Linked DNA regions of Capra hircus: region 2 is linked to region 1. A link is a contact called in public Hi-C data. All regions are on one chromosome and are shown on one strand. The core of a region is the stretch at or near the end of the contact, and the rest is flanking DNA. Distances in the headings are between cores, read along the strand shown. Region 1 overlaps LPIN1 (phosphatidate phosphatase LPIN1). Region 2 overlaps LPIN1 (phosphatidate phosphatase LPIN1).

Region 1 (5,123 bases), core at 1,702-4,201:
TTTATCAGTAAATTTCTATTGCACTGGTCTTTCTTCTCACTGATTTGTAAGAACTGAGACACGTAAGACAAAAACTTGTCCTGGGCCACAAACACTGTACAGAACCTAATAAGGACAAAACAGAAGCCACTCTGGAGCATAGGCCCTCAGCCCAGTCCACAAAGAATACTCACAGATAAAGCTCCACGAAACATGCAGTCACAATCCCAAAGCATGTGTGCATGCGCGCACACACATAGCCACAAAGGAGAGGACGTAAGCTAAACAAAGTCAAAATAGGCCTGCACGACCCTCAGGTATGAGAACTGCCTGACAGGCCACAATGGCCACAGCAGCACAAAGCCTTTGCTAAGCATGTGAAGGATCCAAGTGTGAAATGTGGGCTCTGCAGCCGAAAGAACGGAGCATTTGGAACAAAGACCCAATGCCGGAAAGCGATCAATTCCAGGAGGGGCCTGGGGAACCGGCAGGGGGAGGACACGGGCATGGTGGGCTGCTGCAGTGCATCTGACTGCCACCCTGGCTCTTTTCTGTAGCTGCTCACCTGCTCTCAGGTGCAGCCAGGAGCTGCCCACTTGCTCCTCCTTGGCCAATCGGCCCCTAGCCTGCTTCCTGGCTGAGCTAGGCCTGATGTGAGTGTGGGCACCTGGTGTCTGGTATAGTACTACCCTGTCTCCCCTCATCACCCTTGGGCTCAGCATCCACCTGCTTTGCCCCCATCTGTGTCCCTGGCACGGCAGGTGCGGGGACAGGAATCCTGGAGAGGCAGGACTCGGTCTGGCGCTGCCTCCACTGGGAGCTTTTGCTTTGACAAGAGAAAGGAGAAGGACATTCAAAGTGCAAGGGAGACACCTGCAGTTTATACCCGTGAATTTCCAACCAGCACAGTGTAATTAACCTCATGGTTTCTAAAGAAAATGAAAGGAAGTGAAGTTGCTCAGTTGTGTCCAACTCTTTGTTACCCCATGGACTGTGGCCTACCAGGCTCCTCCATTCACGAGATTTACCAGGCAAGAGTACTGGAGTGGGTTGCCATTTCCTTCTCCAGGCGATCTTCCCAACCCAGGGATAGAACTCGGTCTCCCACATTGTAGACAGACGCTTTACCGTCTGAGCCACCAGGGAAGTCTAAAATAAAAGCTAAATTCCAACCCCCCAGATTCAGCGAGCCATCATTTTCATGTCCCTTTTCTTTCTCATGGTAAAGCTCACCTTTGGCAATGGTTTCTGGAAGGCCTGCATGGCCAGGAGCAGAGGCGCCGCTGTAGTCCAGTTATAGTATCTGACACAAAACAAGGAAAAGCGGTCAGAAGACCAAGGCTCAGACCTCTAACGTCCCGAGAAGCGGTCATGTGAAGCTCTGGACGTTCAGAGGGTCCTTAAAGAGCCCAGTACTGTGGCAAACACCCCAGGTCAGCCGCCACATGCCCCAACCTTGCAGAAGACCTTCCTCCAGCCAAACCCCCAGCGGCCACTGTGGCAACAAGACAAACGACATGGCAGGTGAGCCAGCGGCCAGCTGAGAGCAGCCCACGCCCCACTGGGAGTCAAGCCACTGATGCGCTGGAACATTTCTGGCCTACACTTCAGGGAAAAGGAAACGAAGACCCTCAGTTAACATGTAAACATCTGTGGCTTCCTCTAATGGGGAAAAGTTTGCCAGCAGCCTGTAAAAATACATGCACATTCTCTGACCCCAGACAACAAAGCTTTCAAGGAGTGGGTGCCCGGTCTATCTTGTGATAGAGGCCAGGGCTGTGACGTCACACGTCCCACTGTAAAATCTGGTGCAGCTGAATGCAAGCCCCACAGGATCCAGTTACATCAACGTTCTAACCATATAAGCGATGCAGCATTTTGCCAACAGTGAAGAGACAATAATAGATTTTAACAAAGACTTAAGTTTATACATTTCTAAGGGTTACTGAGAAGCTGAAGCTGAACGGGTATCACACAACGGCTGAAATGACTTTCGGGAGGAACTTACTTATTTCCGATCTTCACCACGAGATTGGGGTCATCAATGAGGGCAGGGTTGTCCGCAAACTGCTGATATGACACGGCCTGTTCCAAAAATGCATCTGTGAAGGCAAAGGGAGGCGGGGGGAATACAAAGAAGATTTAGTACAAACACCATGCCTGTTTTCACTCCCTCACAAGTATCTTCTGAGAGTTTATGCCATCCAGCTATGCAGACAATCCTATCAAATCTATTTGCCAAGGGGCCTTCAGTTAGTTTTGGGGGTTGTGTCTGTGCATAAATGAAGAGAGATGGGGGCAGCCAGAGGATGGGGGACAAGTGCATCCTTAATCAGGGCACATGTGTTTACATGGGAGCAGGCGTGTAGGAAACACCATAAACACAGGCCCCTGCAGAAGCAGACCACTGGAGCTCAAGGTATGGTCACCTGGGTGTGAGTCACAGTCATTGGTGTGACCTTCCACACCCACCTCCTCACCAGTGGTCATAAGGATGGACAAAGTCATGAATGAAAGCTCAGTGACCTGCCTAGGGCAGGTGGGGACACCTAGGGCCACCTGGTCCAGGGGTCATCAGCTGCAGTGGCTGACTGCACTCTCTGGAGGTCTCGGGGCCACCTCACCATGTAAATAGCATGAGATCCTGGGAAACTAGGGATAAAAATAGGGTGGGGGCTATGATTTAGCTCAGATCACCTAAGCCAACCCTGAGACACCCTTCTGACACAGCCAGGAAGGGTCCAGGGCTCGCTCAGACACCCCTCCTTCCTCCAGCGTTTCTGTACACTTGCTAACACTCTTTTCCCACTGTTGACGTTCCCACCACCCCGGGGCCCCACCCCACTGCAGGACGGGCACAAGCTGTGCTCAAACACGCCTAACGACCAGTGACCCAGTGGCCTTGTTGTCGCCTGGGGCGCCTGTGTGTGTGCCCTGCAGAACACTGCGGTCAGTCAGCCAGCCGCCGCCGAGCAGCAACATTTGGGTCCTGAGCCACAGTGAGTCACGTGCGCTCCTTCATGAGCCCGGGGCTTCGGGCCGGTCCAGCCGGCGGCCACCAGGGGGCGCTGCCGGCTCAAAGACGGCGGCGGCCGCGCGGTACCTTTGGTGATCTCCCGGTTGTCGCTGAGGCCCCCGCACAGGGAGATGGCGATGGACGGCAGGTCCCTCAGGCCGTCCGACGTGCTCTCCACGCCGCTGTCGACGCCAGAGCTGCCCACGGACTGAGGGGACTGGTTGGCGGAGCGGGCTCCGTTGTCGCTGGCGGGTTTCGTGAGGCCAGAAGGGTCTCCGCTGGAAGGAGAGGAGAGGGAGGGGCTGTGAGGAGGACTTGCCGCGCCTGGGGGGCGGGAGATGTCTCACTCAGATGTCAGGTGACCCCGGCAGTGAGAGGGACAAACGATGTCATCCCAGCAGACCCTCACTTAAGGCGCCATGGCAGGCACACGAGCTACATGAATGACCTTAGGAGGAGAAATAACCATTTTTAAACCCCTACGCCTCCCTGCGTTTCTCTCCCAAATGCACTGGAATTGACGGAATAGAGAGCATGCCCTCCCAAGAGGCCACCATCCTGTCACGCCCTCTCCGGAGCCAGGACTCCCCACAAATGATGGGAATCCCAGACCACAGGGCCCCCAAGGCCCCAGGGGACTTGCCCTGGGGAGGGGCAGGGCTGTGCATAGCTGATCTGGGATGAGGATCACTGACCACTGCAACATCACCTTGGTGTACCTGGGGAGATGGCCTCGAACCTGTGTCCCCGGCTCAAAAGCCATCCCAGGAGAGGGGGACAGCCATGCCCTCACGTCTACACAGGGTCCATGCTTTGACCGGTTGCTCCTCATGGTAAAACGTGGAACTCCTGAAGCTTTTTCTCACTCACTTTCTAATCAAATATAAGGAAAAAGCGGCTCCCAGGTTAACATATACAAAACATAGGAAGCATAAAAAGGGCTCTTACTTTTTGGGGAAATACAGGGCGGCGACTTCGGGATCCATGTCTGTGAGGTCATCTAAGTAGACGCCGTCAGCCCCCAGGTGTCGGCTTCGTTTGTCTGAAAAGGCACACGGGTCAGGTCAGAGCACCGTTCTTCAGATGCAACCTCACAGACTTCCGAGCCTCTCTAGAAAGAGCACTTGAGCACCGTGTGCAGATCTGCTCAGAAGGGTCCACTGAGTGAGTCGGGTAGCTTCAGTGAGCCTCAGCTCCCCAGCTGGGAGGGGCCTGAGAGGTACTAAGCACTCAGCACACTGACACAGTGATGGGTATTTTTATTATTATCAGTATGGGTTTTGTTATTATTATCACTAAACTGCAAAGCTTTCACTGAGCACTTCCCCATCAGTACTCTGAAGCCTCCTGAATGGTACATCGTTGGCCCCTAGCACCAGGACTGCAGCCTTCCAGTTTACTGTGGCCAAAGAATTACATCATCGGTTCATACAGACTAGAACCACCGCGCACAAAGCCACGCGGCTAACAGATGAGGCCTCATGGCATTGGTCTGGACAGGCAGCCAGGTGGGCCTTTGACTACATGTATGGAGCCCCCACCATGCGCCAACCACTATACGAAACACCAGGGAAACAGGTAAAAGGACAGAAATATTCTTGACCTCACAGAGCACGTATGTTCTAGTACGGAAGTCAGGCAAAAAAACAAACAAGTAATCACTTGAAACAGTGACACACGGTATGCAGAAATTAACACAGGGCAATGCACTAGAGGGAAACCAGGGGCAAGGAAAGCGGGGTGCAGACTAGCTTCATCATCAGTGTCTGGTGCAGTCCCAGCGTGGGGGACCCCAGCATCCCTGACCTGTCCAGTGGAGGGCTGTGGGGGTGGATCACTGCACCATCCCTGAGGCCTCCTTCAGGTCAGATTTTCTACAACTCAATTCTGAGAAAACACATATCCAGCAAAAGGGCAAGGGACTGAACAAGAGAGATGTCCTGTCTCCCCTCTGAAGAATCTTGAACTTTGGCTGGGGGAAGAGGCTGTGGTGGGCAGAGCCCCCAGCGCACAGGAAGGCACTGGGAAGCGTCGGCTTTCTCACCCTTTTTCCTGGAAGGCGAGTCCGTCTTGCTCGCAGCTACTGGGGCAGTGTGGGCAGAAGGGGCTTTGGGCTCCTCGATCGTGG
Region 2 (5,123 bases), core at 821-3,320, 71 kb after region 1:
GACAGAGGATGAGGTGGTTGGATGGCATCACCAACTTGATGCACATGAGTTTGCGTGAACTCCAGGAGCTGGTGATGGACAGGGAGGCCTGGCGTGCTGCAGTCCATGACACGACTGAACGACTGAACTGAACCGAACCCAGTTTGTGCTTCTGTGTGTTTACCTGTGTGTCTTCTTAGTTTCTGTGTGTCTGCATGTGTGTATCTGTGGCAAAACGATGAGGATAACTCTCTCGTGTGGAATCCAGTCCCAGTGCAAACACGCCTCCTTGCCTATTTTTGAGAAGGGCCCACACAGACCTATCAACACACACACGTGTGTGTCTATCCAAGGATAAGGTTTGATGGAGAAGAAGGACATAACCTCTAATTAGCTGGTTCTAATGGAGAATTCATTCAATACAGGCAATTATGGAGCACCCACTGTTTGCCATGTACTATGCCAGGAGCCAGGGATCCAGAGAGAAGCAAGACTTGGTACAAAGCCTGGGGCAACACCAGGTATCTAGGGACCTGGAAAGGATCAGGCCAAGCTGAGAGCCCAGGGCTCTCAAGGTAGTGCCTCTGGGCTCCTGGGGCACCTGAAGCCCAGTGAGAGCTCTCAATCCAGCCCATGAGCAGCAGCTCCGAGCCAAGCCTCCCCACTCTACCCCACACACATGACAGTCTTCCCCAAGGATTTCTCCTGGGTTGGCCAGAAAGTGAAAAGTGAAGGTTGCTTAATTGTGTCCGACTCTCTGTGAACCTGTGGACTGTAGCCGGCCAGGCTCCTCTGTCCGAGGAATTCTCCAGACAAGAATACTGGAGTGGGTTGCCATTCCTTTCTCCAGGGGATCTTCCCAACCCAGAGACAGTACCTGGGTCTCCTGCATTGCAGGCATATACTTTACTGTCTGAGCCACCAGGGAAGCCCATGCAAAAACCAGTTCTGAGGTGGGGCAGATAAATCTGGAAACATCAGATAAAACAGAGATAAAGATTTATTCCAGCATAGCTTCTTAGCACCCTTACCACCTCATTGAATGCTGTCCGTCTCCTAAAGGGAAAATAAAAGGCAGCATTTCCCCAAACCACACAACCTTGAAATCCCTTTTCACTGAGCAGATGATGATACCTGTGTGTTCAGTAACTCATTCAGGGGACATCCTGGGGCAGAAATAACAGGTGTGGTCTCCAACCCTGGGGGCCAGTCAGCCACGTTTCCTATCATACCATCCCCCAGGGAAGGCAAGGCAGCAATTCAAGTCTGAATGGGGAGACTAGTGGAAGGAGCCACAGGAAGTCTGGGACAGAGGGAGTGAAGTGAAAGTCACTCAGTCATGTCTGACTCTTTGCGACCCCAGGGACTGTACAGTCCATGGAATTCTCCAGGCCAGAATACGGGAATGGGTAGCCTTTCCCTTCTCCAGGGGAACTTCCCAACCCAAGGATCAAACCCAGGTCTCCACATTGCGGGCGGATTCTTTACCAGCTGAGCCACCAGGGAAGCCTAGGACGGAGGGAGGGAGGGTGGTAAAAATGAATGAAAACAGAACTCGTCTGTCTGTGCTATGGCGATGAGGTACGAGACTGAACCAGGGAGATTATACAAAATAGTTGAGAAACAGTTTTAGTACAGCCACTGCCCAAACCAAAGAGACATCCAACCAACCAGAAGGGACACATCAGCCTTGGATACACCGATTAGCATGTCAAGTATTTTTTTACAGGGTGACTAAAACAGATTCTAGAATCCGACCAGCTTAAATCCTAGATCCATCACAGACTATCTGTGTGACCTTGATCTAGTCCCTTAACTTTTCTGTGCTTCAACTTTTTCACCTGTAAAATGGGGCTGAAACTACATTGTTATGATAAGGATTGAATGTAAATGAACTTAAAGCACTTAGCCCCAAAACAGCTTCATAGCACACATTCAATAAATGTCATATTATTATGATGGTGACCAGTACGTGTAATTCAATGGCAGAATTAAGGTCCGGTGAAGCTTCTCACTGGTGCTGAGTCCACTGTGCCTGTCTCCTCTGCCAGGGGCTGTGAATAAGCTTAAGTGCTGTTGGCTGCTGCTGCTAAGTCACTTCAGTCATGTCCAACTCTCTGCAACCCCATAGATGGCAGCCCACCAGGCTCCTCTGTCCACAGGATACTCTAGGCAAGAATACTGGAGTGGGTTACCATTTCCTTCTCTAGAAGAGCGCTGTTGCAGTTCAGAGCAGAGAAACTGGCGAGCACAAGATTAGTCACGTCTGGTCACTAATTATTTCCTACCTGCCCTGCCCTGTCTAGGTACTGAGTTCATCATTAGGACAATTGCGAAGGTGACTAAGCCTTGATTGCTTGAGTGATTCAGAGATTAGAGTGCAATCATAACACACACGTACTGTGTGTCCCGTGCTGCACCAGGTGCTTCCTACATTCAAATTCTCATCATTCCTCTCTAAGTGTTGTGGGTATCACCATCCTGGTTTTTATTGGAGAAGCCAAGTTTCAGAAAGGCTGACGGATTTTCCCAAGGCCACACAGCCGACAGGCTCTTTCTGCCCTAGATCATTCTGTCCAACTGACCCCCTGCCTACTCACCCTCCATCTGTCTTGTGCTGCCTGACCCAGCTCCTGCAGGTGCCATCAATCGTTTCCACGTCAGCATTTCCCTAACCCCGTGTTCTTAACACCACACCTCTCAACTTGCCTTGCCTGCCTGTCCCCCACTGGACTGGGAGCTCCCTAAGACCAGCCACCAGCTTACTCTTCTTTCTGTTTAGAGCTCAGTACATGTGGCCACTCAATGACCATTATGTTGAATGTCTGAATGAGAGAATGAGTGAATGATGTAACCACAGGTGTGGTCAGCTGGCACACAGACCATATTTATATTAATAGCACTTATAGTTTCTCAACACAGTAGAGAGCGATTTCTCAAAGGCTTTGCATTTCATATGTCAAAGCTCATGACCCATGGCCATGGGGAAGCAGTGTGGAACTTCAGTTTCTATATTCTCTGTTTTATCATCTTTCCCCTGAACATCCTCCAGCAACTCAGACCCCTCAAGTCACGGAGGTGGTGGAGTGTGAGGTGACATCCAACCCTGGCAGGGTTTCCCCAAAGGATTGGAAATCGCAAGGCCCATGAAGTCAAACTTTGTTAGTTCTCCCAAAGCAGAGCACAAGTCAACTTATAACACACTTTATTCTTTTCCACTACAAATCATGACTTGGCCTCAGCAAGCAAGTGCCCCTTAGAAAGGTTTTATGTAGATATACTTTTTTTTTAAAGAGACACAATAATACAGTCCTGCCAATTCGAATATTTGTCTGAATTAATAAGCTCATCTTTTAAGATACAAACAGCCTTTAGAGAGAATAAACAGAGCAAACCTTTTACCCACAGTGTCCACAGATTAAATACACTCAGCAAATTCAGTTGCTCTGTGGGAAAAACAGTTTATAATGGGAGGAGGGGAATGGTGGAGAGTAAGGTCAGAGGGCATGTTTGGGGGAAAAGAATCAGAACCTGATCCACCAGTTCAAAAGTGGGCGGGTTTCTGTGCAGAAACAACCACCAAGAAGGTGAAGCAACTGCTGCCTCTGAAGACATTAGATCCACATGACTCTGTTCTTGCTGTTCCTAGAAGGGGCGGGAGAGGTGGGAGCCAGTCACAGCAGCGCTGATTCCGGGGAGGACGTTTACATAAAGAACCCGGAGAAAGCCTCTTGACCCTGCGTACACTGAGTTCCTTCTACGAAAGCATCTGGTCTCCTGAGACTGCTGGCCCCCTGCCAGGCTGGGGCATGGGCAGCGGACAAGAGGAGGTGACGGCAGAAGAATCAGGACAGGGCAGGACACGCTGTGCCCCAAGGACTCCGGCCCTGCCTCCAGCCCCGTCCCAGAGCACCAGGCACCGAACTGACCCAGAAGACAGACTTCCACATCCCTGTGCACCTGGGACCTGCAGGGGGAGGTGGGTGGGCTTCCCAGGTGGCGCTTGTGGTAAAGAATCCGCCTGCCAACGCAGGGTACATTAGAGATGCAGGTTCGATCCCTGGGTCAGGAAGAACCCCTGGAGGAGGGCATGTCAACCCACTCTAGTATTCTTGGCTGGAGAACTCCATAGACAGAGCGGCCTGGCACGCTACAGTACACGAGGTCAAAAGGAATAGGACTGAAGCGACTTAACACACACGCGTGCAGGGAGGTGGGCATTGGATGGAAAGACTGTTGCTCAAGAGAAACTGACAGCTCAGTTGTTTAAGTGCTGGACACAGTGATGCACTCTGACCATCCAGCTGCCTACACCCTGGCCAGGACTGCAGGCAAAGCTGGGCGCTTCCAGGCTGGGATATCACTCAAAGCTGAGAGAAACATGATAACCCTCCCCCTGGGGGTGGACTGGACCCTGGAGAGGGGCTTGCTCCTGGCCTGGGGAGATGGGCAGGAGGGGTTGTAATTGGGGTGGACGCAGGAAGGGCTTGGTACCAGGCTCTGCCAGGTGTCCACAGCGAAGAAGCTAATAAGGTGGGAGAGGTTTTTCAGCCAGCAAGATGGCCAACCAAGAGCTCCTCCGTTCAGCCTGCCTGTGATGGTGGCCTTTCCCTGTCCCCAGGCCAAGCCTCGTCACTATCAACAACGAGCAAGAAAGAAACCAGCAGGTCACCGAGCTTCAGCGAACGCCAGCTTCCTAGGGCTAAGAAAACAGGCCAAATTCCTTGGTTGTGATGTGCAGACTCCTCTGGCTGGCCAGGCTTTCAAGCCAAGGCAGTGAGAAGCAGGGGCCAAAGCCTGGTGGGGCCCAGAGTGGCCGGGGGCTCTCCTTCCTGCCCCTAACCCCAGCTTGGCTACCAGCCCCCAGGAGCTGCTGCTGCCCTGGTCTGGAGGGAAGTCAGAGCCCAGGGTTGCTAAAACACAGGAGCTGGGCGAGGCCTCTGGGATGTGCAGGGGGCTGGCCTCGGGGTGCACACGGGGAGCCTGGGGTTTGCGGGGCTACCTGTTTGAATGATGGCTTCACTTTAGAAACAAAGAGGGAATAAGCCAGAGCTCCACAGAAGTGGGTGCCTCCTCCTTGGGACCCGAGTGAGGGGACCACACACCTGCTCTTATAGGATGCAGCCCCACTCTTGGGAAAAAAC

What was found. A called contact is a pair of places that touch in the nucleus more often than the background predicts.
Region 2: a Hi-C map of blood shows a contact between it and region 1, with 9 times the contacts expected there. The contact joins two enhancer-like sites. A contact is called at or near these places in 4 of 5 Hi-C or Micro-C datasets (blood and liver).

The regions. Positions count from the first base shown.
Region 1 is chr11:85,702,595-85,707,717 of ARS1.2, forward strand. It overlaps LPIN1 (phosphatidate phosphatase LPIN1), which reads right to left. Exons shown (of 22, transcript XM_005686993.3): 9 at 5,040-5,123; 10 at 3,944-4,037; 11 at 3,083-3,273; 12 at 1,988-2,081; 13 at 1,213-1,282. Among named protein-coding and RNA genes, the nearest start is that of LPIN1, 95 kb to the right of the region's middle. Within about 2 kb of position 2,952, at least 2 of the 5 cell types and tissues checked have an H3K27ac peak or open chromatin away from gene starts, as enhancers often do.
Region 2 is chr11:85,774,636-85,779,758 of ARS1.2, forward strand. The region is part of intron 1 of LPIN1 (phosphatidate phosphatase LPIN1); the gene reads right to left. Among named protein-coding and RNA genes, the nearest start is that of LPIN1, 23 kb to the right of the region's middle. Within about 2 kb of position 2,071, at least 1 of the 5 cell types and tissues checked has an H3K27ac peak or open chromatin away from gene starts, as enhancers often do.